2 separate regions of the Sus scrofa genome follow, and region 2 is linked to region 1. The links are chromatin contacts, called in public Hi-C maps. All regions are on one chromosome and are shown on one strand. The core of a region is the stretch at or near the end of the contact, and the rest is flanking DNA. Distances in the headings are between cores, read along the strand shown. Region 1 overlaps RASSF3 (ras association domain-containing protein 3). Region 2 overlaps RASSF3 (ras association domain-containing protein 3).

Region 1 (4,375 bases), core at 1,039-3,538:
TGCTGTTCACTCTGCCTGGAATGTTTCCCCCAGATCATCTCTCCCTTGGCTCCTTGGTCTAGATCTCAGTTCCCATGTCCCCTTCTCAATGAGGCCTTCCTAGACCACGCAGATGAAAGCAGCCCCATCCCACCCTCATCCTCTAACACATTGCCCTGTTTTATCTTCTTCATGTCACTTAGCATCATCTGACTTTATTTCCTGTCTCCCCCACATAAAACTTAAGTTTCATGAGAGGAGGGGCTGTGTCTATTTTGTCCTGACTGCATCTCTAGCATCTATCCCAGCCTGTACAAGTTGGGTTCTCAAAACCATGAATAGTATCTTTGATGTACACAGTTTTCCACTCCAATCAGTTGACTAGATCTTTTGCCTTTCAATACACAGCCTCTCAAGTGCTGGGATTTTTGTCTCAAACATTGTCAGTTATCAGCATTGACTTCAATTCTCAACTGATATACAATATTTGCATATTTGCTATTTGACTATGGAGCATGTGGACTTTCACAAGATTTTTTTTTTCTTTTTTGTCTTTTCTAGGGCCACACCCACAGCATATGGAGGTTCCCAGGCTAGGGGTCGAATCAGAGCTATAGCCACTGGCCTACGCCAGAGCCACAGCAGCTCAGGATCCAGCCACGTCTGCGACCTACACCACAGCTCACGGCAACGCTGGATCCTTAACCCACTGATCGAGGCCAGGGATCGAACCCAAAACCTCATGGTTCCTAGTTGGATTGTTAACCACTGGGCCACGACAGGAACTCCATCAAAAGAATTTTTTATAAACAAACAAATGAGGGGCCCTTGCCCTCTGATAACTGCTACTATATCTTGTTGGGAGCTTATTCTTCTTGGTTAGCCCCTAAACTCAGTAAACGCCTCCTCTTCCCCATCATATGTCTACAGGCTGCCATCTCTCACAGAGAAATAATCACATTTTTTGAAGAAACAGTTTGTCCTCTCTCAACACATTTGCATGGATTTTTAACAACCTCAAAACTAGAGTCTGCCTATGGAAAAGAAGATAAACGACAAGTATTCTGCAAATAAGAAACAACAAGCTGATTCATGAGCAATTTCTTGCTTCAATATTGTGTGTGTTAGGAGAGAACTGGGGGGGAGGAACCTCTTTTTGCACCAATTATTGATCCCCAAAGCTCTGGAGTCTTCCTGATGGAACTCTGTCCAGAATAAGACAGGAGGGAAACTTTTCTAAGAATGCTCACCATCCTAGACATTTCTGGTTTTTTTCCCCTCAAGGAATGTGAACTATCTTGTTTTACATTTTTTATTTTATCATTTAATCCGTTTGCATGGCCCTGTTGCAAAGCAACTGAAAAACACATTCCAAAGCAGAACTCACTGGACGTAAGGCCACTGGCCTCAAAATTCATGTCTAGTAGTGCCTGGCACCTAGTGGGTAGTCAGTCAGTATATTAAGCAAACCCAGAAGTCCTGAGAGGGTCCTGAAAGTGGACAGAGCGCTAATTCCCAATGGCTCAGTCCCATGACCAAGAAGGTTAGCAGCAATGTGGCAATGGAAGTGGTAGTCAATTGATCCGAAAATGGCAACGGTGAGAACTCTAATCAAATGTGAATTGAAGGTCCCACAGGCAGACGCACCAAGAATTTTCCCAGACAGAGAACAGTAGACTACAGGCTCTTCCTGTCAAAAGCCCATAGTGACACTTAAACATAAGAATGGCAGCAGGGGAGTTCCCGTCGTGGCTCAGTAGTTAAGGAATCTGACTAGCAACCATGAGGTTATGGGTTCGATCCCTGGCCTCGCTCAGTGGGTTAAGGATCTGGCATTGCCGTGAGCTGTGGTGTAGGTCAAAGACACGGCTCGGATGCATGCCTCATTGCTGTGGCTGCGGTATAGGCCGGCAGCTACGGCTCTGATTAGACCCCTAGCCTGGGAACCTCCATATGCCTCGGGAGTGACCCTAGAAAAGGCAAAAAGACAAAAAAAAAAAAGAATGGCAGCAGATCTGCTGCAGATTAATAGGACATTGCTTCTCTAACCCTTCTGTACACACAGTATCTGTAAAATGAAGATTAGTGTGCCTGACTATGTCTTTCCTCCCTGAGGGTTAGGGATCCTGGACTCTTGAAAGTCTGAGGTGGTGCTTTGTTGTTGCCAGGTGGGGCCAAAAACAGTTGTTCAAGTGATTAGGTCCAGATTAAGTACAGCTTTAAGGGCAGGGAGCTGAGATCTTGAAGCCTGTACTTGGGCACAGCAGCCGACCCAGCAGTTCACAGAGGGTAGGGAAAATTGATTCTCTTGCTACTAGCAGAGGAGTCCAAGAGCAGCTGGGGTTTGCAACTGTTGCGGCAGATCAATTTCAGATGAGGCCTGGGGAGAAGAAGCCTCTGGCAGGAACCTGTGGAGACAAAGACTTGGGAGAGCACAGCAATTCCCAGATTCCCACGGGAGGCACCCGGGGCCCTTTTGCCTGAAGCTCCAAGGGTAAGAGTCACACCTTGGTGCTTGGTCCTGCCTTTATCAGTCACAGCGACAGCAGCATCTCTCTTTTGCCCGAGCAGGTGCAAGTTACAAAGAAGTGGAAGACATCTCCTCCCTTGGGCCACAAACTGGAACTTCCTGTCTGCCAAGAGACACACTTAGGCATGCATGTTCTCGTCTTTTTCCTGGGCACATGGCTGTGTTATGTTTCCTAGATGCCCTTGAGCTGATGGCCCTGCACTGAGTTGCCACCCATGAAACATGGTGGAAGTGCTGCCGGCCTGCCCTCAGACACCTCTTTCCTCTCCCACTGGCTTCACGGAGACAACTTTGGGAAGCTGAGGGATGGCAGAGCCCGCAATGACTGCCCGCCCATATGGACTGAGTGCATCATGGGGACCAGGATTTGGGGGTGCCCTGCAGCGGTTAACACCTTCCCGGAACTCCAACTGCTAGAAATCCCTGTTCACTGGGGGGAAAAAAACGCATAACCTAAAAGTTGAGAATTGTGTTTTGTTTGGCGGACAAAACTGAAGACTTAAGCGTGAGATAGCTCTGAGGGACTGTTCTGAAGAGGTAAAGGAGAGGCCAGGATATAGAGGTGTTTTTGCAACAAAGACCAGGTAGTTAGAACATCAAAAAATTACTGGATTTTGGTGGGGTTTTTTTTGTTTTGTTTTGTTTTGTTTTGGTCTTTTTTTTAAGGCCACACCTGAGGCATTTGGAGCTTCTTAGGCTCGGGGTCACATCAGAACTGTAGCCACCGGCCTACACCACAGCCACAGCAATGCTGGATCTGAACTGTGTCTGCGGCCTACACCACAGCCACATCAATGCTGGATCTGAACTGTGTCTGCGACCTACACCACAGCTCACAGCAACGGCAGATCCTTAACCCACTGAGCACGGGCAGGGATCAAACCTGAAACCTCATGGATGCTAGTCAGATTCGTTTCCCCCAAGCCACGACAGGAACTCCAAAAGATTACTGTTAATTAAAGAAAACCAGATCTCTCGATTAAGGAATTTATCGCTTTTCTATGTCTGGGAAGATGCGAGAGTCTGGGCTCACTGAAATCGTTCCTTTGATATGCACCTCAGCTCCCTGGGGCCGGTATCCTGTGTTCTCTCATCCTGAGTCCTTTCTGGATACCCTGTGTCGTGTTGTTTCGGGGTGGCTGCGGCCATTGGCTGCTTGATAGCAGGCATCCTGTTTCCATCCTGAGCTCCCTCAGGGCTCATTATCAGGGTGGCTGTACTGTGATGGCTTGATGGCTGTGCAACGTCTTTTGTTTACTGACATGGCAGGCGGCATTTTTTCATGGACACTCCATTCCTGGAAAGAGTCTCACAAAGTCTCAGTGAGGGAGCGGCAGGTCTGGGAGGTGTGGCTCCACACGCCAGAGCTGGCTCTCGGGAGGCTGGCTCTGAGGGGCTTCCTGCCCTCCACTTGAGAGCCTGTTTCCCAGGCATCCTGCCAGGGAGAAGCAGCCTCCTCCACGAGGCAGGGTGAGGTGCTGCTGTTACTCTAATTCAGGTTGATGCCAGAAGAGTCTGTGTGTGTATGAGTTGTTCTGTTTTTCTTTTTCGGCTGCACCCGCGGCATATGGAAGTTCCTGGGCCAGGGATCGAACCCAAGCCACATCTGTGACCTATGCCACAGCTGCAGCAATGCCAAATCCTTAACCCACTCTGCCTGGCTGGAATCGAACCAGCACCTCCTCTGATTGGAAATAAGCCTGATTATTAACCTACTGTACCACAGCGGGAACTCCTGGAAGAATATTTGGATAGACTCTAGCCTTTCCTTTCATACCCTGGGCTGTGTCTATGTGTTTCTGTGTGTGTGTTTGCTTGTTTTTTGTTTTTGTTTTTGTTTTTGGAATTGTGTGTATGTATGTGTAT
Region 2 (4,723 bases), core at 607-3,106, 130 kb after region 1:
AGGCTAGGGATCTAACCAGAGCTGTTGCTGCTGGCCTACACCACAGCCACAACAACGCAGGATCCGAGCTGCATCTGCAACCTACCCCACAGTTCACGGCAATGCTGGATTCTTAACCCACTGAGCGAGGCCAGGGATTGAACCCATGTCCTCCTGGATACTAGTCAAGTTCATTACCACTGAGCCGCAACAGGAACTCCCTAATAGCATATTCTAATGTAGACGGTTTTGCTTTCCTGCTTCATGTTTTTCATTTCCTTTAATAAGTAGCTCAAAATTCATCTCCAAGAGCCTTCTGTCGTTGGCCCATTTGGGAGTTTTCCTCTGTCTCCTCTCTCTGCCCTTGTATTTGGCTATCTCCTCTTCTCCCTTCCCACCCCTGGGACTCTCTCATCAGAAATTGCTCCTGGCTGAGACACTGATTCTCAGCCCAGGACCCAGGGCCTGCTTTGGGAAGGGGAGGATGTGTCGTTTGGAAAAACACCTCTCAGGTGATGCCAGGTACCTCCTTGACATTATACTGCTTTCATTGTAAAATAAACTAAAAAAAGAGTAGTAAAATCTTTTGTGCCTGATACCAGGCACAGTTAGGAAAACAATTCAGAGACCCAAGAGCCAGAGAGAAAGCCCACATGGTTCACAACCACTGCGGTGTAGACAAGAGTGATACTAAGCAAAAAGCAAATCATGTTTTCTCAGTTTTGCGATTCTTATTTTGTGTACAAGTAAATGAAGAATGTCCCCTGTAACTTCTAATTTGGGGCAAGAAGGGCAATATAAAGACGTAGTTGCTGGCTCCACAATGATGAGTAAAAGTAGTCCATGCCACTGTTTCTTTAAATGATGATTTTGTTATTAAAAAAACTCAAAAGATGTGATTTCTTCATGTTGCATATGGGAAAGAACTCAAAATAAAAATGACTTTCCTGAATTCCCATTGCGGCTCAGCAGGTTAAGAACCCGACATAGTGTCCGTGAGGATACAGTTCCACCCCTGGCCTTGCTCATTAGGTTAAGGATCTGGTGTGGCTGTGGCTGTGCTGTAGGCTGGCAGCTGCAGCACTGATTCAACCCTTAGCCTGGGAACTTCCATATGCTGCAGGTGGGGCCCTAAAAAAGAAACAAAAATAAAAATCAAGATGACTTTCTGAAGCTCTGGTCAAATGTGCGAGGTGACTGGAATGTCACCTGCATTTAAAGACAGCCCCTGCTTGGAGTTCCCATCGTGGTTCAGTGGTTAACGAATCTGACTAGGAACCATGAGGTTTTGGGTTCCATCCTTGGCCTTGCTCAGTGGGTTAAGGATCTGGTGTTGCCATGAGCTGCGGTGTAGGTCACAGACGTGGCTCGGATCCCACATTGCTGTGGCTCTGATGTAGGCTGGCGGCTGCAGCTCCGACTCGACCCCTAGCCTGGGAACCTCCATGTGCCATGGGAGCGGCCTTAGAAGAAGGCAAAAAGACCAAAAAAAAAAAAAAAAAAAAAAAAGACAGCCCCTGCTCCCCAAGAACAACAGCCTTAGAGCGAGATTTACTACTCATCTAGAGATCTGCTCAAGGGATGGAGAGGCCTGGATCCTTCAGAGCCTGGACTTTCAGCCCCTCGGCTTCCAGCTTGGACTGCTCTGCTGCCTTTTGTTCTAGGATTTCTTCAATAGATGCTTGCTGGAGGGGTGTGTGACTCTCCTTGTGTTAAGTCCAAACTGAACATTGCTTCTTGCCTGTAAATGCCTTTCCATCTCAAAGCAGGACCAAGTGCTTTATTTTTGGTTGTGCCCTGGGCCAGGGATCAAGCCTGTACCACAGCTGTGACCAGAGCAGTGCAGTGACAACGCCAGATTTTTTTTTTTTTTAGGGCTGCACCTGGGGAGAGGAAGGCAGGGCTAGTGGGGAGGCTCCTCCTGCCAACCAGGACTTCGGAGAACTCTGGTCACCTCCCTGGGCTCGTGGTCCGCATTCCTAAGTCTTGACGCTGAATTGACCACCTGGCATTTTTCGGTTTTTGTGTCCTCTCACAGTGGGAAGCCTTCAGCCTGCCAGAGCTACAGAATTTCTTGCGGATCTTGGACAAGGAAGAAGATGAGCAGCTGCAGAACCTGAAGGAGCGCTACGCAGCCTACAGACACAAGCTGGAAGAAGCCCTCGGCGAGGCGTGGAAGCCCGGGTAACGCGTGGGGGCTCCCTGCCCCTCGGGCTCGGGGACGGCGTGGGACCTGCGTGCAAACCCAGCAGCTGGTGTCTCTCTTGTCGGAGGGCGGTTTTCCTGCCCCATGATGCTCGGGCCTTTCCCCTGAACGAAATTTCTAGGCCTAGTTCCCCACGCTGGTCACGCAGCACTTCGGCGCCCTCCGGGAGGGATCCTGCACGCTTGTTCCGTTTCGGCACCGCGGTCTTACCTCTCGGCAAGCTGTGAACCTGTAGTCTCATCTGGAGCATTTTGGGGGGCTTTGAAGCATGGACTCTTGGGTGGTGTTTTTGTTTTTCTTCTTCTTTTAGCTCGTTGTCCTTAGGATGTGATGAGGATGTGAAGCTGAAGGTTGTGCCGGTGCTTCGGTGGAAGCTTAGCAAGGAATCGGTTGGAATACTTATCCTATGTTGAAACTACCTGTTGGTTTAGGGGGTTTTGGTGTTTTAAATGTCAGAGAAAACAATCTGTGGGAATTGAAGGGCACAGGAAGCTAGGACCTCTGAGGAGTTGGTGAAGGATTCTGGAGGAGTCTGACCAAGAAAGTGAAGAGTAAGTTTGGAAGAGGGTGGGTGGAGGCGGGGAGCCCTGAGGGACGGTGGTTTGGGCCAGGAGTGGAGGGTAGAGGAGGAGGTGAATTTGCTTGTCGATGAGTTAAACGCTTTCCGTTTTGAGACGTTCAGTTTAGAGACCTTAAACCCACTGTCTATGGCTTGATTTCCTGGCGAGTCAAATGTGGGAACAGAACCAAAGAAAGTAGGAGCTAGACCGGAAGGAGGGGCTGACTGCAGCGGAGCAGGGAACCCAGCGTGGATATTCACACGGGACAGAGCTGCCCTCTCAGCTGCCAGCCCCCATTCGGCCTTCTCTTCTCGGGGTGCGCGGTCCGATGGGTGCCGCTTCTCTGGGCCGTGGGGCCGTGGGCCCTGAGCATCTGCGATGACTCCTGTGACGTCACAGCTTTCCTCCCAGGTCCTTTTCAAAGTGGAAAAGGAGTTTGGGAAGGAGGCGGCTTTTTGCCACCACCCCCCCCCCCCCCGCCCCCCAGTTATTAGCAGCCGGGAGGTCGATCCGGTGAAGAGCTCCCGGCACACTTTGGTGACAATCCCTCCCTCCTCTGCCTCGGCTTCCCTTTTTTTTTTTCCCCTCGCTCCTCCCTCCTTCCCTGTACTCACTTCTTTCCCTTCTCCCTTTGTTTTACAAGTTGAAGCCTCATCTTACACAGAGCGGAACAGTGGTGTGGGTTAAAGACCCAGGACTGTCAGATCCTCAGTTCCAAAGGGTGACCACCTGACTGTAAGGAGGAGGGTAGCGTCCACCAGCCCCCCCACTTGACCACACAGGAGGGGGTTCTTTATGGAGGTGTTTTCACACAAGTGCATGTTCCTGCAAACCAAAGAGTGCGTGTGCAATAGGAGCCTTCCTCGGAGCAAGTGAAATAACCTCATTTTACACAGCAGTTAATCTGAAAACAACAGGAAAGTTGTGCTGTGCTTCTGGAGTGGCCTTACAGTCTGTTTTTAGTCTAGATATTGTTTGTTTATAAATTCCCAAGGAATTGTTAACACTTTGGTGACACCTAATGGATTCTTTTTGAAATTCCAAGGTGCTTCAGTTCTTTGCCTCTTCAGTGAACTGTGGCTTTTTTTTATTGCATTTCTTTGGTCCTTGTGGTGGCCCTTCTGACTTTTCAGAGAACACCCTTCTTGTTGGAGGCAGATGTAAGTGTCGCTTCTGCTTTGCCACATGCATTACTGAGACAATCATATCTTCCTGAGCTTTTTAAGGAAAGTTGGAAAGAAAAAAAAAAGTAGAACTAGCTATAAAATATGTATGGCACCTCTTGTTTAATTTTGCATGCAACTTCTTTTTCGTGCATTAATGAGGTTTTAGTGACATTGTCATCTAACACTTTACCTTCATTGTTCAGGGAATGCCTTCATGATTTTTGTACTGGTTTTACTATTCAGAGAATGGCTTGGGTGTGAGGATACTGTTATCAACCACCTGGTCTTTTAATTACCCATCCCAGTAAGCGCTTATTTTGTGAAGCCTTATGTTTCTCAGATTCAGACACTGTTAGAACCTTAATATAGTAGTTGATGGGTATCTGTGAATTTTTTTTTTTTTTTTTTTTTTTTACTTGAAGTAGATTGTCTAAATTAGGCATCCTCATCTGCATTATCCGGGACCTCGCTCACTGTCATGTGCACTACAAGTCGCAATTTGGAAAACTGTGTCGCAATCCTGTTGGTTCATGGTTCTTGAAGACCGACGGTCTTTCCCAAAACACTGGCGACTGCAGCAGCATTTTTAATGTGTAAAAGGCCACTGAGGCCAAAGATTTTTTTAAAATCATTGTACAAATTCTGATGTTAAACTATTAAGCTTTGCTGTAATACTGTTTTCTCTTCAATATGTGATGGTACAGGAACGAGGTTAAATGAAGGGGTCGTATTGCAGGGGAGCATTTTAAATCACAGAAGTAAAAAAATTATAATATTTATAATTTTGATGAATTTAAGTTTATTTTTATGGG

The links. Hi-C and Micro-C count contacts between places; a contact is called where the count stands out from the background.
Region 2: a Hi-C map of fetal skeletal muscle shows a contact between it and region 1, with 2.4 times the contacts expected there. The contact joins two enhancer-like sites. A contact is called at or near these places in 4 of 5 promoter capture datasets (fetal liver, fetal skeletal muscle, liver and 1 more), 31 of 47 Hi-C or Micro-C datasets (adipose tissue, alveolar macrophages, blood and 17 more) and 2 of 2 datasets of contacts at active chromatin or transcription factors (alveolar macrophages and skeletal muscle).

Annotation. Positions count from the first base shown.
Region 1 is chr5:28,976,088-28,980,462 of Sscrofa11.1, forward strand. The region is part of intron 2 of RASSF3 (ras association domain-containing protein 3); the gene reads left to right. Among named protein-coding and RNA genes, the nearest start is that of RASSF3, 28 kb to the left of the region's middle. Within about 2 kb of position 2,289, at least 6 of the 83 cell types and tissues checked have an H3K27ac peak or open chromatin away from gene starts, as enhancers often do. A contact at or near this core is called in fetal skeletal muscle, where this site is marked.
Region 2 is chr5:29,109,100-29,113,822 of Sscrofa11.1, forward strand. It overlaps RASSF3 (ras association domain-containing protein 3), which reads left to right. Exons shown (of 6, transcript XM_021091945.1): 6 at 2,018-4,723. The coding sequence ends at 2,167. Among named protein-coding and RNA genes, the nearest start is that of GNS, 79 kb to the right of the region's middle. Within about 2 kb of position 1,857, at least 4 of the 83 cell types and tissues checked have an H3K27ac peak or open chromatin away from gene starts, as enhancers often do. A contact at or near this core is called in fetal skeletal muscle, where this site is marked.